2 separate regions of the Sus scrofa genome follow, and region 2 is linked to region 1. A link is a contact called in public Hi-C data. All regions are on one chromosome and are shown on one strand. The core of a region is the stretch at or near the end of the contact, and the rest is flanking DNA. Distances in the headings are between cores, read along the strand shown.

Region 1 (6,756 bases), core at 2,133-4,632:
AGAGAGAGAACAAAAGGGTTCCCTATCCCCATATAGTTTAGGTTTTATTTCTAAAGCAGAGGCTGCCAAGCAATGAGGAGAAGATGAAATCCCAAACAGAAGACAGCCAGTTATAGGAAGTTTTCCCACTACCGCCATCGTCAGCATCAGCTTAGCTAATATTTACTGAGCACTGTTATATGGAGACAGTGCTACACACTTTACATACATATGCCGCTTAATCTAGTGACAAATGCATGTACATGTATGTGTGTGATCATATAAAGTGGAGCATTTGCTATGTTCCAGGCATTTGCTATGTTCCAGGCATTTTGCTGGATCTTCCCTATAATCCAATGAAGTTATTGGATGCTATGATCCAGTAAGCCTCACAGCAGAAGTGGCATTGTCAAAGAGCCCCGTTTTTACAGTTAAGGGAACCGAGCCATAGCTAATTAACAGAGCAGGGATTTGAACCCAAGGGGTATGGCCTCAGAGCACTTTCTAATAAGCTCTACTGTGTGGTGGTTCTCCACACTCAGGTGACACATCAGTCACCTGGGGAGCTTTTAAAATATACAGATCCTGGACTCCATTCCAGACCAGTCAGAATCTCTGGGGTTGCCGTCTGTCCTGGGTATGCTGGCACCACTGCCCTGAGAGAACACTAGGGTCCGGAAGCTGGGGAGTGTGAGCAGATGACTGGCCAAGGCCTGGCATCCAGGCTGCTTCCTCTAAAGCTGAGCCCCCAGATGCCATGACAAGCAGTATTCCAATTGTTACTGTTGCTCTCAGGACCTTTGCCTACCATCCTGTACCTACCATCATGTCAGGTATCCCTTTCCTCATCTAAATCCCAAAGCCTCAAGTTCATTTAGGGCCTGTGTAATAGACTAGATTATGATCATCGAAGGAGAGGAACCAGAATAGCACCTTGCCACTTGACAGCAGTGTCAACTGACCAGGACTCATCACCATCACCACCTTTCATGTCACTTCTTGTGCTCTACCTGTAGAGTCTGGAACAGGGCTTCTAAAACCTGGATGCACATTGGATCACCTAGGGATCTTTATTTTTTTATTTTTATTTTTTGTCTTTTTGCCTTTTCCAGGGCCGCTCCCATGGCATATGGAGGTTCCCAGGCTAGGGGTCCAGTTGGAGCTGTAGCTGCCAAGCCTATGCCAGAGCCACAGCAACGTGGGATCCGAGCCATATCTGTGACCTATACCACAGCTCACGGCAATGCCGGATTGTTAACCCACTGAGCAAGGCCAGGGATGGAACCCTGCAACCTCAAGGTTCCTAGTCGGATTCGTTAACCACTGAGCCACAACGGGAACTCCACATAGGGATCTTTAAACGCCATGGATGCCTGGCTCCCACCACAGACATTCTGATTTTATTTGTATGCAATGTGATTTTGAAAAGTGCTCCAGGTGATTCTGATGGGCAGCAGAGTGCAAACCAGTGGCTTAAGAACAGTTCACAAAAGTGTTGACTATGGAGTCACTTCTGTGGCTTGGACTCACTTTTTAACTCTGATAATGTCTCCCCACTGTCCTCTTTTGCATTTTAGGCAACATGATTAATTTGCATTTAATTCTGCTCGGTTCACTTCCTGACTCAAAATTCTACCACACTGTCAAATGATGGTTTCTCCCCAAAGATGGTTCTTTTTAAAATTTATTTTATTTTATTGCTTTTTGTCTTTTTAGGGTTGCACCCACGGCATGTGGAGGTTCCCCGGCTAGGGGTCTAATTGGAGCTACAGCTGTGGGCCTACACCACAGCCACAGCAATGCCAGATCCGAGCCTCATCTGCAACCTACACCACAGCTCACAGCAATGCTGGATCCTTAACCCACTGAGTGAGGCCAGGGATCGAACTCGCATCCTCATGGATACTAGTTGGGTTCGTTAACCACTGAGCCACAACAGGAACTCCTCCTCAAAGGTGGGGTTCTTATGCTTAGGCCCTAATCTGGCAACATGTCTGTGAGGTAATTTTTGCAAGGGTTTTCAGCCTCATCAGACTCCCTTATTTTCATTATGAGATGTATTTCTTTTGAAATTGTTCTACATTTTAAAACATTTTTATGATTTTATTGTACATTCCTTTTTTCTTCCAAGAATCAAATAAACACCTTTCCCACATAATACTTTATAATAATAAACCACTTACAAGTCTTTTCCCAAGACAGTTGACCATCAGACTCACTAATGGGAGACAGCCGACATGCCTGCTGTGCTTAACAGTTGATAAAATCTTACGAAGAGAAATATAGTGCAAATTGGGGATCACGTAAGGAAGAATTGACTCAGATTTTCTCCTCGGAGAGTTTAAAAAAGTCAGATTAACTTATCTACTGGAAAATATAGTTGGATTATAAAGATTATTAAAGCAGAAGGGTACATTTGTTGACAAGTTTGCAAATGTTCTTGATTAGCCTGGAAATGCATTTTGCAGTAGGTACCAGGTCTTAAAATGGGATTTTTTTTTTTTTTTTAATGGCCTCACACATGGCAGATGGAAGTTCCCAGGCCAGGGATTGAATCTGAGCTACAGCTGAAACCTACACCATAGCTGCAGCAATGCTGGATCCTTTAATCCACTGTGCAGGGCCAGGGGTCTAACCCTCGATTCCACAGTGACTCAAGCTGCTGCAGTTGGATTCTTAACCCACTTTGCCACAGCGGGAACTCCTAAACTGGGATTTTTAAGACAATATGAGATGTTCAGTGGGTAAGAAGAGGCAGGTAATTTGCAAGTGGAACAGCTTTTAGCAAAGACCGGGAGATGGGGAATTGGGCTAGGCTGGTGGGAAAGGTATACACTGGGTGTGGCAGGTGATAAGGAAGGATGGCCGAGATGGAGTCAGGGTGAGATTTCAGAGCAAGAATACTTTGGAAGAGTTAAAAATAAGATGTAGAAGGAGGTTCTGTTTTCCTTTGTGTAGTGGTTGAAGTCCAATTGGTCTGTAATTGTGATGGTGCTGTGGATCACTGAACAAGACAGGGAGTTTGGGTTGGTTCTTATGCTTTTCTTGAGGGGAAAGCTTTTGAAATGAACTCTGCTTCTTTTGGCTAAAAATTTTCTCACTCTGCTGTCTTGTCCCCGTCTTGCTGCTGTAATTCCCCCAGAAGAGAAAAGGGGGTTAGGACGCTTCTCTTTTGAAATGGAAGGGTCAGAGCAGGCAGGGGGCTGTCACGGTTGTTTCTCTTTGTTCAGGAATTAGAACATGTGAGCAAGTGGTTCCACCCCTCACTTTGTGAGCTGTTTTCCTCTGATATTTCCTAATTTTTCCCATGACGTTTCAGCCTGTTTCTTCACAAGATTGTAAGGCCTGAAAGACCCCATTGTTTCACAGGAGTGTGAGCTGGTGCATATTTGCTGCTCTGGCCGCCTGGGGGCTGAGTGTGGGTGGGACGTGGCTGAGGGATAAAGCAGACTGTGGAATGTGTGTGTAGAATCTGCTTATCAGGAGTTTAGAGAGTGCTGTTTTCTTCGTAGAACGTGCTCTACTTTTAAAAAATTTTTCACAGATTATATTTTTCACTGCTCTGATCAAGAGAAATAGGGACATGCCATGAGGCCAAGGGAGGTTTCTTAATGGCAAGTCAAATGGATGAACACCTTATCCAAACTTCACTGCATCTTCCAGTAAATGCAAACGTTTGTACTTCACACACACACACACACACACACACACACACACACACACACACACTCATTCCCGAGGGCCTGCCCAGGATTCATGCGAGCTCTTGATTCATTTTTACCTTCTCACCCGCCCTGACCGTCCTATCTAAAATTTCAGCATTCCTCTTCCTTCCCATTTCCAATTCCTCTGACCTTAGTCAGTTTTTTGTTGTTGTTGCACCTATCACCTTATAACAAAAAGAACTTATTTATTATGTTTCTTATTTGTGTTTTTTATCTGTCTCCCCCGACTAGACTCTAGATTTCACCCTGATGGAGGGTTTTGTCTGTTTTCTTCACTGATGTATCCCAAGTCTCAGAACAGTGCCTGGCACAGTAGGTGGTCAGTAAACGTTGCTGAGTGAATTAGTGGATGAGCAACATTGCGAAGTGAATGGTGTGTCTCAGATTTGGGTCCTAGCCTCTTTAATTCTAATTTACTGGAGAATCTTAAAATGTGTTCTAGAGTTTTGTTTCTCAGCTTCCCCGCTTTTAGGATAATGAGGGATGATATCTTCTCCCTGGGAAAAGTTTGGGAATAACTTGATGATCCTTAAGGAGTAGGGGCACCTGAGTCTTGCTCTTGCGTTTACATTTTGTCCTCAAAGGCCCTGCACCAAGAGTCTTCAAACTCTGTTCTGTAGATGTTCCCTGGGAATATTTGAGGGGCCATGCAAGTGTTTAATTAGCACTTTAATATATTTTGAACAATTTTTATGACCATGATTTTAAAACCTGCACACTTCAACGTGTTACATACCAAATTTTAACACATTGGGACCACCGACGCATTAAATTGGACTGTCAGATTAACCTTGAAATTAAGTGTTTTATGCTATTTTGGCTTATATATTTGAACTTGTTATACATGAGTCGTTGATAAGGAAGTCTGTACCAGTGTTTTTCAGATTCCAGCGTGATCATAAATTGAACAAGCAAATTCCCCCTGCTAGATATATGCAGCATACTTGGCAGGGCTGGGGAGCCTCTGTAGGGTGTAGGCCTCTGTGTGGATAATGGCCAGCTCTATGGTAAGTCAACCCATCACTTAGTGACATCTCTTCTGTTTTAGGGTCCTATATCCCCACTATACACAGAGGGTGCTCCTTGACTAATTATTAAAGTAATGGTCAGATTATCATTAGTAATTAAAATTTGAAATTAAAAAATCTTAATGACTGCATTTTTTTCAAGCTTTTAGGTTAGCTTGGGGCATATGATGAGATTACAGAGTGAACTGCTAAAGAACTGCTATCATTTCCAATATAATTGTTCTTATAACTGTTCCCTACTGTCCCAGTCCACTCATTTCCAAAATCTGAATATGGAAATTTCCCAGAATGAATTCCAGTAGCAAAGGACACCGTGTTATTCATGTCAATTTGGTATCTGAGTTTCAGATAGTAAGTAATAAGAATAGCAGGTAGGAAGAGATTCATCTGAAAATTTATTTGAATCTGTTTGGTCCCTGAGTTTAGAGAGCAATGATTTAGACAGCAGGTCATACCTATAGTGACGTATGAATATAAGGTTTTCTTAATATAGCGCAACCAAATGCAAACAGAAGTAAATTGTGTACTGCATCAGTTTTATTTTTTTATTGAAGGATAGTTGATATACAGGGTTGTGTTAGTTTCAGGTGTATAGCAAAGTGATTCAGTTTTGTATATACATACACGTGTATACATACGTACCTGTGTACACACATGTATGCGTGTATATATAGATACACGTATATGTGTGAGCATATGTGGATGTCTATATATATGTATGTGTATATATATAATTCTATTTCACATCTTTTCCCTTCTAGGTTATTACAAAATATTGAGTATAGTTCCCTGTGCTATACAGTAGATCCTTTTTGGTTATCTATATGATAATCCCAACCTCCTACTTTATCCCTCCCCCTAATCTTTCCTCTTTGGTAACCATAAGTTTGTTTTCTATGTCTGTGGGTCTATTTCTGTTTTGTAAATAAGTTCATTTGTATCATTTGTTTTTAGTTTCCTCATATAAATGATAGTATCTGATATTTGTCTTTGGGTTACTTCACTTAGTATGATAATCTCCAGGTCCATCCATGTTGCTGCAAATGTATCACTTCATTCTTTTTTATGGCTGAGTAATACTCCATTGTATATATATATCATCTTTATCCATTCATCTGTCAATGGACATTTCAAAGTCAGTTCATAAGCCCACTGATACATGAAAGCCCCACTTCCTGCTATCTCAAAAGTGCCACTGAATATATTATAGGACATAGTTATGTGCATTTTATGGAAACTTTTGTAGACCTCTTTTCACACCCTTCTACCAATACATTTAACACTTTGTTGTCATTTGCTGTTTTGTTTTCCACACTATATCTGAGCCCCATGAAAGGAAGAATTGTGTCTCATTCATGTCAGTGCCTGCCATTGCCTGGCACATGGGGGGGGGTGTCCTATTCATTTAACATTAAACGTTCAGTAAATGGCATTGGATTAAAGGGCTGCGGGACGTGAGCTTGGAAGGAGCAGTGGCACCTTATATTAAATACATAATCAGTGGCTTTTCCCACTGAGCACAAATTTTAGCATTAAAAACATATTGGATGGTTCCTTCTCCTCTTCATCCCTTATGCACAGTTATGTAAAGGTTTCTGAATTCTTGCCTGACATCCCATTGCTGTGCCAGGTTGACTGTCCTGGTTCCAAGCTTCATCCTTCTCTTCTTCCTTGGCCTGGACCATAGATGCAGCCTTGCCAGGCTCTCCCATACCCAGTCCTCTCTCTGCTCCTCCACATTGTTGCCACTCTTGTCTCCTTGTAACACACACCAGCAAGTTCTTTGGTCTGCACCTGCAGGATCGGGGGTGGACCTGTGCTGTCCAGGGCAGTGTCCACTGGCCACATGTGGCTCTTGAGCGCTTAAAATGTGGTCAGTCCAAACGGAGATGTGTTATAGGTATAAAGCCCAGGCTCTATTATAAAGAGTCGTAGTAGGAAAAAAATATAAAATATCTCATTAATAATTTATATATTGATTACATGTCGAAATGGTAATATTTTAGGTCCCTTGGGTTAAATAA
Region 2 (6,756 bases), core at 2,654-5,153, 240 kb before region 1:
ACATTGAGACTACATCATCTTCAAATAAGGATATTAGGTAGCTCCATTGATGGTTTAAAAAAACACAATACATCTTGGGGGGAAACACGTACATCTGGTAAACCTAAGGTAATGTGGCCACCCAGAATTATGCACCCTAACTGCTATGGAAGAGGCGCCAAGTGAGGGAACAATAGTAAAGATCATAACTAATCAACACCCAGACAGGGCTCTCTGCTCTGCAGAAAACTGTCTAGAATATTACCTTATGGGATCTCCTCAACAATCCTGCTAAGAAATCCTTACTGTTGATCCATTTCACAGATTAAGCATACTGAGGCTAAGTGAGATGCCTAAGATCAAAGAGTGCTGGAGATTATTATTACACCCAAGTCTTCTGAATTCCCATCCTACCTTCCTTCTACGGTTCAGCTCTATAGCTGCTGAAAACAAAACTAAACTTTTAACCTATGCCTCATCTGTGTTTTCCCAATGCGTTGAAATTCATTACCAAGGTTCCTATGACATGAACTAAGGCAAAGTTCAACAGCTCCAGAATGGTGTGGTACAGCCCAGTAAGCAGAGCATAAATCTGGAGGGCCCAGACAAGACGGCGACAAGCCAGCAGGGAGACACCCTGCTCCTGCTGAAGATCTTGGTTAGAGTTCCCAGTCTTCCCTAACTGTCTTTTGCTTGATCTCCAGCCACTTGGGCTACCCCTGGCTCCCTGTTTCCCTTGGCACAATGGAGTCCCAGCTCTGGTCCAGGGCTGGCAAGACAGACATGGATAACGCACTTGCCCTACCTTTAGGCTTGCCTGACCCATGCCCTGAGTCATGATGGAGACTCTTCTCCTGTGATTCCTCCTGGCCGTCCACACTGCCCAACCTGGCTTCTTCCAGGGAGGACTAGATGGTCCTTTATGTTAACTTGTGATGATGGGTATTAACACTCCATTGAGAAACCTCTTCCTTGGCATTTTATTTATGTATTTATTTATGTATGTATGTATCTACGTATTTATTTTAGGGCTGCACCCATAGAATATGGAAGTTCCCAGGCTAGGCATCGAATTGGAGCTGCAGCTGCTGGCCTAAGCCACAGCCACAGCAACATCAGATCCGAGCCGAATCTGCAACTTATACCAGAGCTCACAGCAACACCAGATCCTTAACCCACCACTGAGCAAGGCCAGGGATTGAACCCATGTCTTCATGGATACTAGTCAGATTCGTGAGCACTGTGCCGCAATGGGAACTCCTCCCCTGGGCATTTTTAAATGACACCCCCCCCAGTGTAGTAACGAGAAGACTAGCTTTCAAATATGGAAAACTGGGTTTCCTTCATAGTTCTGCCACAGACCTTAAGCGAAGCATTTAATCTCTTGCTTGTTTTAAAATCAATGCTTCTGTCTACCAGTACCATCGGACAGAAATTTCTGAGAGAACGGAAATGTTTGACTTCTGTACTTTAAATATGTTAGCCACTAGCCACAGGTGGCCATTAAACCTTTGAAATATGGCTAGTGCCAGAGAGAAATCTTCTTTTAAAATTTCTTATTTAATTTTAATTAGTTTAAATGTAGGTAGCCAAATGTGGCTAGTGGCTACAGTGTTGGACCAGAAGGTAGATTATCTCTTCCACTTCTTGCATCACTAGATAAAACAAAAGCTAGGAGTTCCCATTGTGGCTCAATGGGTTAAGGACCCAACACTGTCTCTGTGAGGATGCAGGTTTGATCCCTGGCCTCATTCAGTGGGTTCAGGATCCGGAGTTGCCTCAAGCTGTGGTGTAGGTTGCAGATGCAGCTCGTATCTGGTGTTGTGGTGAAGGCTGGCAGCTGCAGCTCCGATTTTACCCCTGGCCCGGGGAACTTCCATATGCTGCAGGTGTGGCTATAAAAAGAAGAAATAAATAAATAACATAAAAAAATAAAATCTAAAGGTGGGAACCTCTAGTTCTTTGATAGTAGATTAGTGGGGAAGATGGGGAGTAGACGAGCCTTAGTAATGACCCTTATAACCAGCCACATGGAAAACCACAGGAGACTAAGTACAGAACAAATCTTTGCTTTTAAGGTAGAGGACACTGTAAGAAGAGTCCTCTCTACTGCCAGTGGAGTTTGGGCCAAGGATGTCCAGTTCCATGTTCATGCATAGCCAGGCCCTGCCTCGTACTGCGGGCTTAGTCTGAGGCTTTACAAATAGGCAGACTCTACTTCTGAGGAGACAGGTGGCCTGAGGGCATGACTTATCCTCTCCTGGCCTCAGCTTCCTTCTGCAGCAGGGAACACACGCCTGTCCCTCAGGATGGCTTTGGGGATGGAATGGTACAATGTACATATAGGAACCCGTAGAGCTGCTGGAGAACTGCTCCTCTCTTCTTCAGAAAATCATGACAGGAGTCGTCTCAGAGAATCGCAAGATCCTGTAACACAGGACAAGAAAGCTAGTGGCCTCTGCGTCCCAGGTTCTCGTGACGTGTGGCTGTTGGCTGATCAGACGCCCAGGAGGAAGGTGTGATTTGAGAAGAGAATCATGCTTCTTCCTCACACCTGACTCCCCTCCTAGCAAACATCACCTCTGTCTCTGAATCCATGGTGGGCTTCAGGAGAGGGTCCCCATACAAGCTCCATGTGCCCCAACCACAGCTCTAACCAGTCAGAGAAAGGTCCCAGGCCCAAAAGGGGACGCACCTACTTGTGGGCATAGGCGTTACATGCATACATGCATTATATTTTAATTTCTCATCCTTTGAAATGTCTAGAGCATACACTGTATATTAATACAGGAGTGCCTCTTTCTATGGAAATAAACATTCATAGTGAGGTGTGTGCTTAAAATGAAGTTACAGATACGGGTGCATCATCATGCAAGGTTGGAAATCTCTGTGAGTCAGCTGGGGACGCGGGACACCCAGTGAGCCGCAATCAGCCCCACAGAGACGTGAGGTGGGGCCTGAGCTACGGGAGCCCAGACCTGCGTGTGGAATGTGGGATCCCTGGTGAATTCCAGAGATCAGAGGGGCCCTGAGCGGGGCAGGAAGTTGTTCTGAGGACATCTCTACCCAGTTCAGGCAGGAGGGCCCAGGGCCAGGGCTGAGGCTGAGGAACAAGCAGATCCCTCTGTCTCCGTGTGGGGTGCCGTCACTAGGTGCAGCCTCAGCACCGCCACTCTGGTGACAACCTGCCACAGTGTTTTGTCCTCTGAGTGAATTTTCTCCTGGTGAGTGCAGGCTGTCGATGGCAGAAGTCTCCCTTGACTCTTTTCATTGTTAACTGTTCTATGAGCACATCCTGGGCTGGATCTTTCCTTTTTTGGCTGTTGTTTTTTGTTTTGTTTTGGTTTGGTTTGGTTTCTGTGTTCTATTTCCAGCACTACGAAAGAAGAGGAGGCCTCTGCTTCCCGGGGAAGGGGAAGGGGGACAGGGGTTTGGCTGACTGGTTTAACTGAAGGGTGGGTGTGGACATCGGGGTGCAGAATCCCAGGGAAACAGGAGCAGGAAGCTAGAAAGGGGAGAACATCATACAGTTTATAAAGGGGCTTCATGCACAGACCTCGCAGCCGCCTAAACTCTGCATATTGTTAATGTCCATTTTCCTAAGAGAAAATGGAAGGTTCAAGCCACTTCCCCGAAGTTGAACAGTGAGCTAGTGACTCAAAAGAGCCTTTAGACTCCCTAGGCTGGTGCTTTTGCCCCTACCTTGAATCTCAGTGTTGCAGTGTATTAGGTGGATGATATAATTAAACCAAATTAAAATAGGGAATTAGGTTGTGAATCTGTGAATAAAATTTTCATCTTCTAAAATTTCTTTGAGGAGATGCTGATTCTGGGTGATAACTGTGGTGGGTGTGACTGGGGAAGCAGAATCCTGCCCAGACCGAGTCTTGCTTTTTGTAACCACTAGGTGGCAGTCCAAGCACAGTTTTCCAGGGACCCTTTACCGTTGAGGATCCAGGGCAGCGACCAGAGGAGTTTCCTGCAGCAGCCCAGGGTGAGTCATCCTGCAACTCCAGTGTCGTGGTAGCAGTTTCAGTGCGTCTGATTATCTGGAGTTTTCTCTGTGCTCTCCATCCAACCTCGTCAGAGGCTTCTATGACTGTGTAGAGATGCCTGCTGTGGGACCTTCTGCTGAATTAAGTAGAAAAGTGAATGAAGGAGATGCTTAATGGGGCTGCCCACCCTAGGAATACCCAGGAATCATCATTCTTCTGAGTAAGCAGGGCTGCCCCAGCTCTAGAAGGAAAATTCCACATCTCCTGCTCTGTACTTCAAAAACAAATCTTCAGGCTGTGTAACATCCTGGTCACTTTCAGTGTTGTGACCGGTTACAGAGTAAGTGCTGTTAATAGGAAATCCGAGACTCAAAGGATGTGGTGAGCTGACTTCTCCCCAAATACAGTGTATCACATTCTCATCGCAAAGAAGAGCATCTCTGGGGAGTGGCCCAGCCTGCCTCCCTCTAGAAAGGAACGTCCTGCACTAAAATTGTTTTATTAATATGAGTTAATGTATATTGAGCACAGAGAAAGCACTATGTTTACACTTAATATACATGACCTTTTTTTCTCTAACAAAGGCTAACAGGGGTATATGTTATCATGATCCCGGTCTTCGAATGAGGAGACTGAGGATTAGAGTGCTGAAGTGACTTGCTCAAGCCATGGAATTGGAGTGAGGGTTTCTCTGATTTAAAGGCTACTATTTGTGTCACTCTGTGAGTAGTTAGCACATTCTTTGACCATGAATAGTGTCTTATTACCCCAGTGCTGGCACAGAAGGGGGCTGAGATGGGTCCCAGTGTCCTAGTGCATATTCTTGTGTGTGTGTGTGTGTGTGTGTGTGTGTGTGTGTGTGTGTTTGCTTTTTAGGGCTGTACCCGTGGCATATGGATGTTCTGGCTAGGGGTTGAATTGGAGCTGCAGCTGCCAGCCCACGCCACAGCCTCAGCCACAGCAACATGGGATCCGAGCCTCATCTGTGACCCACACCACAGCTCACATCCTTAACCCACTGAGCGAGGCCAGGGATCAAACCTGCATCCTCATGAATACTAGTTGGGTTCTTAACCTGCTGAGCCACAATGGGAACTCCCTAGTGCAGATTCTTTGGTGAGGTAGAGCAAGATGCCAAGATGCCCACCTGGCTGAGGCGGATGGGAAGTCCCCCCAGGCCTAGCTCTGCTGAGGTTCAGTTTGACAGGCCCATCCAGAAGAGGTAGTCCAGGCAACGAGGCAGGTGGTTCAATAGTGATGCAGCCAGTACGGGGTGGGGGGTATCTTGTGTGTTTATGCTTCCTAGTGCATTTTGTCAAAGCCGGTTTGATCAAATGGCAATCCCTGATTCTCCTTTGTGTCTCTGGATGGAAACCCTACTACAATCTTAGAGTCAGTTGGGCTGTACGAAAGTGCAAGCATTTTCCTCGAGGTTTATTTCCCAAAGGCTTGATCACGATGACTCTTCCACTGGTCTGCATGAAAATGAGAACACAAGAACAGTATTTTTCAGAAAACAACATTTATTACATTTAGAAGATAATCCCTACTTTTGAGATTCTTCCCTTCCTACTTTTTATGATTAAAACGTTTCTCTTAAGAAGCAGTGGAAGTTGATTTATATCTTAATAATGGTCCCTGGAACAGTAAAAACTTGACAAACCGATGGAGTGCTCCCCCTTTTCTTCTTTTATTTTTTTAATTTAAAAAATTTATTAAAGAATAATTGATTTTCAGTGTTCCTTCGATTTCTGCCGTACAGCAAAGTAACCCAGTCATAGACATACATTCTTTTTTTTCATACTATCCTCCATCATGTTGTAATTCCAAAGATTGGATAGTTCCCTCTGCTGTAGGGACCCCATCGCTTATCCATTCTAAATGTACTGGTTTGCATCTACCTCTTTTCTTTTCTTTATAAAAAATTTTACAGATAAAATCTGGGAACCCCAGCTCTGGGTGGTCCTCAAACTTCGTTCCCCTGAGCACATCAGGAGTGTTTTACATACTGCCATCTAGTGGTCATCCTGGCTCACACTCGCTGACCCCTCTGAGAAAATAAATGGTGTAGTGTAAACACGAGTATGTGTGTATGTGTGAGTGTGTGTGCGTGTAAACTCAATTGGGTGCTGACAAGCGGAGATGTGTTAGCATGGAAAAATGCAGGTTTTTGAAAATTGTGTAGAGAGATTCGGCGTGAACAGACCTCCTACTCCAAACCCACATGGGCAGAATTGAAAGCAGGTGTGTGGGATTAACACTCTGTATTTTTTCCAACATCCACCACCAAAAGGGCAGCAAAACAGAATCATTCGTGCTCAGGAGCGCAATCAGCTAATAGGACATGAGAATTTGTAGAGGAAAGGCTTTCAAGACTAAACGTGGGTCAAATGTGTTCACAGTTTAACTCATGCCTTTTGAACAACAGAGACATACATCCCTTCAGACTCTGGGAGGACACATCCACCTTTCAGAAATGGGTGAGTAAAGATTTCTGCAAGTGCCTGGTGTACTTGGAGGTGTGGGGGGAATGTGGGTTTGCAAAGAGCAGATAGCCTTGACCTTTGAAGTGACCTCTGTGTAGACATGACTAACCAGCAGCTGGTATGTCCCACCTCTGCTCTTCCTGGCTGCCACAGATCTGGAATTCTCTGTCTGCAGCCTCCCGCTGACCTCCTCCTCCAAGCTGACTGCTCATCCTCTAGGCAAAGAGGACTTGTTTCAGACTGGGGGGTGGGGGAGGTGGGAGGAGGTGGAGGCATGGAGAGAGATAAGGGAAAAG

The links. A called contact is a pair of places that touch in the nucleus more often than the background predicts.
Region 2: a Hi-C map of embryonic fibroblasts shows a contact between it and region 1, with 2.4 times the contacts expected there. The contact joins two enhancer-like sites. A contact is called at or near these places in 3 of 47 Hi-C or Micro-C datasets (embryonic fibroblasts and skeletal muscle).

What each region holds. Positions count from the first base shown.
Region 1 is chr1:58,207,902-58,214,657 of Sscrofa11.1, reverse strand. All of the region lies in intron 1 of BACH2 (transcription regulator protein BACH2), which reads left to right. Among named protein-coding and RNA genes, the nearest start is that of BACH2, 70 kb to the left of the region's middle. Within about 2 kb of position 3,382, at least 11 of the 83 cell types and tissues checked have an H3K27ac peak or open chromatin away from gene starts, as enhancers often do. A contact at or near this core is called in embryonic fibroblasts, where this site is marked.
Region 2 is chr1:58,453,393-58,460,148 of Sscrofa11.1, reverse strand. LOC102157779 (a long non-coding RNA gene) reads right to left here. Exons shown (of 5, transcript XR_001306010.2): 4 at 5,122-5,449; 5 at 1,824-4,107. Among named protein-coding and RNA genes, the nearest start is that of MAP3K7, 91 kb to the left of the region's middle. Within about 2 kb of position 3,903, at least 16 of the 83 cell types and tissues checked have an H3K27ac peak or open chromatin away from gene starts, as enhancers often do. A contact at or near this core is called in embryonic fibroblasts, where this site is marked.